Linked DNA regions of Gossypium hirsutum: region 1 is linked to region 2. The links are chromatin contacts, called in public Hi-C maps. All regions are on one chromosome and are shown on one strand. Each heading gives the region's core, a stretch centred on a gene start, on an enhancer-like site or on the middle of the called end of the contact. The rest is flanking DNA. Distances are from core to core; before and after follow the strand shown.

What was found. Hi-C and Micro-C count contacts between places; a contact is called where the count stands out from the background.
Region 1: a contact with region 2 is called in a Hi-C map of leaf, with 1.4 times the contacts expected there. The contact joins two enhancer-like sites. A contact is called at or near these places in 5 of 34 Hi-C or Micro-C datasets (anther, leaf and stem).

What each region holds. Positions count from the first base shown.
Region 1 is chrD11:19,913,164-19,915,863 of Gossypium_hirsutum_v2.1, forward strand. No RefSeq gene overlaps it. Among protein-coding and RNA genes, the nearest start is that of LOC107944346, 8.2 kb to the right of the region's middle. Within about 2 kb of position 1,263, at least 2 of the 9 cell types and tissues checked have an H3K27ac peak or open chromatin away from gene starts, as enhancers often do. A contact at or near this core is called in leaf, where this site is marked.
Region 2 is chrD11:19,872,158-19,874,857 of Gossypium_hirsutum_v2.1, forward strand. No RefSeq gene overlaps it. Among protein-coding and RNA genes, the nearest start is that of LOC121202982, 11 kb to the right of the region's middle. Within about 2 kb of position 1,449, at least 6 of the 9 cell types and tissues checked have an H3K27ac peak or open chromatin away from gene starts, as enhancers often do. A contact at or near this core is called in leaf, where this site is marked.

The DNA of each region.
Region 1 (2,700 bases), core at 13-2,512, 41 kb after region 2:
AGGTTACAAGTAAAAGCATGAGATTGATTATGATGAAGTCTTTGCACCCCTTGCTTGAATTGAAACAATTTATTTACTTATTTCCTTGGTGACTCAAATGAAGTGGAAAATACATCAACTTGATTTAAAGTCAGCATTTCTTAATGGGTTTTTGGAAGAAGAAGAAGCTTATATTGAACAACCCATGGAATACAAAGTCAACAGGCAAGGAGATAAATGTCTAAGGCTAAAGAAGACACTATATGGGTTGAAATAAGTACCCCGAGCATGATATAGTCTCATCGACAAGTACTTTCAAGGTAATGGATTTGTACAGTGTCATCATGAATATGCTCTTTATATCAAGATAAATGATGGTGATGATATCTTGGTTGTTTGTCTTTATGTGGACGATTTGATCTTTACGGAAAATAATCTAAATTTGTTTGAAAAATTCAAGAAGGACATGTCACTTGAGTTGAACACCTTCTAAGTTACTCATGCTTGGGGATGTTGCAAGTTTTTATAAATACCCCTTCATAGTATATATAAGTTGAATGCTCAAAAGCAAAAAAAAAAAAGAAATTCATAGTAAAAGTGAGTGTCAATCCTAATATTTTTCTCTTTTTCTCTACCAAAACCTTTTTTAAAACTTATTTCTCTTATTCCACTTTCCAACATTGCCCTACCCACTCTAAGAGAATAACTGAAGAGATGAAGGGTGGGTTTGGATGGGTAGTGGTGTGTGGTGCGGTGCGGTGCGGTGCGTTTAGCTTACTTTTTGTCTCATGCTAGAGTATCGTTACAGTATCTAATCTCACTGTCACCGCTGTTTTTACACTAATCGCAGGTAAACACACCGTCCATCCAAACTCACCTGAAATTAATAAAAATATTAGTAGAAAATTAGTCACTGAACTAATTGGATTATTTCTTCTAAAATCAATAAAGCTGTAATATGTGGTAAAGATAAAAGTTTTTTTAATGTATTTGTTTAAATAAACAATATTTTGTGGTCTCATTTTGTAAACTTTAACGTCAGCATAAAATGTTAAATAGTTCAAATTCAAAAACTTTTTAATTTCTTTGTCGAAAAATATCTTGAACTTGACCTTGACCTCTTGAAGGACCCCGATGCGGTAGCAGAGGCATCTGTACTCAGTCGTCAACTCCTCACACACAACCGGATCCAGAAATCATGTAAAATGAAATGACAACGCCCTCGACCCTCTGTCTCTCATTTGCTTATCTGGTGTACGTGGGTTTTGTAAGACTATGTTGGCTCTTATTTTATATTCCTGTTGGGTGGCCCAGAATAAGGATCCTCAGCCTGAGATGATTTTTTTTGGGCTGATAAACAATTGGGTCTAAAATCAAATTTAAGCAGCACCTCCACTTCACCTATTTTTATTGGCATAATAATCTAGTCGTCTAATTCAACTGCACCCTCCTTATATTTGAAATTTGTTAATTTTAGAAATTTAATTTTTCATTCTTATCTAATTTAAATATATTTAATCATTTAAAAATTTATTAATAGTGTTACCTATTAGACAAGTAGAAGATTTCAATTCTTGAAATTTAAAGCCAAGCATCTTGACAGGTCAAATTAAAGACTTTTATTATAGAGAATGTGCAAAGTGATATTATATTGTTGAGCCGGAGTAATTGATTTTGTGTTTACTCCAAGTAGTCTTGAACCTATATTTTCATAAGCCTAATTCGTACTATTATCGAACTATAATCATTCCATTCTAATTATATTAGCATTAGTGTACAAATTTTACTTCACCAAAGAAGCTCAATATTGATGATTTACCCTATTAAATTGTTCTAAATGAGAGAATTATTTATTAAGGGACAACATTTACATATTTGTTTTGTTTGTAAGCATGCGAAGTTTATATGTGCGACTTTGTAATAATATTTGAAGTATTTACACTTAATCTTTGCTTCTTCTTTCTTTTAAGTGAAATTAATCATTTAAGAATTCATTTTAATGTTTTTACTGGTTAGCCTATATAATTGTAAAAGATTATGATCAATTTCAAAGTTAATTAATCATAATCAGATTAGTTAGTTACTTAATTTGAAACTTATTGAGGCATAATCACGTGTAGTTTTATTGAGGCGTATAAGCTCCTAGCTGTACAAACAATATCTTGATGAGCTTGATGAATGAAATCAAGTCTAAGCAGGACCCCGTACGTACCACCAAGGTAGATTTCTAGATTTGTAACCCGCGAAAACATAATTGCAAAATTTAATATTAAAAGAAAAGCACCGTTCAAAATTATGGTACGACAACTGCGGATATGGTGGATTTAGTCGCTAAAAAGAATCTTGGCACCCTCACCCTCTTCCGATCTTCATTTGCGGATGGCAATTGGGCATACGTTAAAAAAAAAAAAAAAAAGATGTCCACCTACATCCAAACTCGTCAACAAAATTTATGGTAGATTGACTTCCTCTGCTTCTGCTAATGTATGTAGATAAGACTTACGACAGGTTATCGAGGAAAACACCAACATTTTCCTAAATTAAACTATTGGACAAAAGGGAGAGAAAAACAACATTGTTTTTGGTGGAGTACAATGCATTTGGTAACTTCAATAGTGCCCCCATTAATTAATTATCAGGAGAATCAATGCTTCTTTCCCTAGACTATGAAACGGAGCATGTGAACCATGCCATTTTTTGCATTACAATATTACACTCTGC
Region 2 (2,700 bases), core at 199-2,698:
CCATCAATCAGGTTGGCCTCTCCATACTAACACCGTTAATTTGTACTGACGTGGCATTTTTAGCCAATTTGGTGGTGCCACGTGACAAACATAATTTATATATTTATATATATATTAATTTATGTTTGTCATGAATTAGTAGTGTAGAAAGTTGTTAGTTAGTTGTGAATCTGGTAAAATGTTGTTGCTCAGTTTAGAGTAGTTACTCAAGTCTCTATAAATACTATACCTTGTGTATTCAGAGATCAAGGATTTTTGAATAAAAGAAAGAAGTTTATTCTCTCATTCTCTGTTTCATTAGATATTTCTATTTTCTGTTTTCGTAGTTCTTTCATGGTATCATTCGCCAGTTGATTCTGGATTATAGTCTATCATGGCTTCTACTGATTCTGCATCTGGTGAGCCTAGTTCTACTGTGTTCACCGGTGATCGTGTCACAAATATTTTTCCTCGGCATGAGGTGGTCAAACTCGATGACGGCACCTATATTCAATGGCGTAAACAAGTCAAATTAATCGTTGATGGCTATGGACTTATAGGATTCTTAGATGGTACCGTTGCTCCACCATCACGATTCATTCCACTGCCCGATGGATCTCGTGCTCTAAATCCGGTAGCTCAGGTGTTCACGCAGCAAGATCGACTTCTGACTTTCTGGCTTTTGTCTACTGTAAGTTCTTTTCATCAATCGTCGTTTGATGATGCTTGCACGGTGTGTGACATATGGAATACGACAATTAATCTCTTTGCGGCTGATACTGGAGCCAAGCAGTCAAGGATTCGGCATGAGCTTCACTCTTTGAAGAAAGGTAATCTTTCTATTAAAGCTTACATTGCTCGAATTAAAAGTTTGTGTGCTATGTTAGATGCCTCTGGTTCTCGTATCTCTGATGAAGAGAAGATTGAGGTGATGCTCGCGGGCTTGCCGCTGGAGTTTGAGGCGGTTATCTCTTCTGCTCGATTGTCGACTGGAATTTTGTCATTAAAACGTTTGGTTGATGCTTTAGTTAACTGTGAGAATCGTCAAGCTCAAGTGTTGTAGGAAGTAAACTTGCACGCAAACCTTGTTAAAGATGCGTCGTCTGTTGAAGGGAACAGTCGTAGTGGTCGTACGCCTGTTCGTGGCCATGGCAGAACTTTTCGATCTCGCGTTCAATGCCAAATCTGTAGTCAATTCGGTCAAGTGGCTCAGAAGTGCTACTACCGTTACCATCGTGACTCAAACCGAGACTCGAATATCTCGTCTGTGATGCCTTCGATCTCTTACCAAGGGGTTCCGTCTGGTGTTGAGAGGTCTGATTCGGAGTTGTTTGCGCAACATGGTGAAGAACAGTGTGTGGCTCCTTTTCAGAAAAGTCAAAGAACATTTTATGGCCAAGGGAACTATGCGAGTCAAAATAGGTATGCTGGTGGTCAAAATTGGTGTGCTGGCATGCAAAATGAACAATTGGCACGTGGGCCACATGTGTCATATACTCAGCATGACTATGGCCGTTCATATGCTAATGGTTACAAGCCCAATTTGCGTAATCTTGGTACTGATGATGGGCCTGATTTTAATGGCAATACGCCACTTGAATTTATTGCTGGGAATGGAAGGCATGTGTCACATGGGCCGAATGTTATGCATGCATCACATGGGCCGAATATTGAACAAAATGCTGGACCGAATGGTGTACCATCTTCTAACTTTGTTCAAGTTGATCAAGTTGATCCCGGTTCGCCTGAACCGATTGGTGTTGATCGGGGTCTGTGATTTACCAAACTACGCGCTCGGGTTTATACTGGGTCAGGACCATGTATTGGGCTTCCTTGGCTAGGGGACTTACATGCATCTGATTATTCTGAGCCATCAGTATCTGGCTCTCATGTCAATACTGCTCAACTTGGGTCTAGTACTGGCGATGATGGTTCGTACATTCCAGTGCACGGTGACACCACGTCTTGGTACCCTGACTCTGGAGCAAGTCATCATGTCTGTCGTGATGTGTCAGCTTTACGTGATGTCACGCCATATTCAGGTACTTCATTTCTTTTAATGGGTGATGGTACTCCTGCGGTAATTTCATCAATTGGTATTGCTATTTTACCTATTCAGTCTAAGTTGTTACGATTGTCAAATTTTTTATATGTGCCAAGTATTCGAAAAAACCTCTTATCCGTCTCATAGTTTGCTCGTGATAATGGTGTGTTTTTTGAGTTTCACCCTACCCATTGTATTTTTAAGGATGTCGTGACTCGGGAGACATTACTGACGAGCCGCATTCGTGATGGACTATATCAATTTTCTATGCCAGTGGTTTCTACTCTGTCTAATGTTGCTCCATTTGTTGCTCATTCACAAGTTCCACGTACAGTTGCAAATTGTTCTGTGTTTGCTTTATGGCATAATCGTTTAGGCCACCCGTCAGCTTCTGTGGTCAAGACTATTCTAAATAAATGTAATAATGTTTCAAGTAAAAATAGTTTTGATGGTATATGTACTGCATGTCAAAAAGGGAGGTCACATAAGTTGCCTTTTTCACCTTCGACTACTAGCTATCGTCCTTTTGAGTTGATTGTTTCTGATCTTTGGGGTCCCGGATTTGTTGCATGTAATGATAAGAGATATTACGTTTCGTTTATTGACATGTGTACTAGGTTTACTTGGGTTTATCTTTTACATCAAAAAGCTTAAGCAATAGAATATTTTACTCAGTT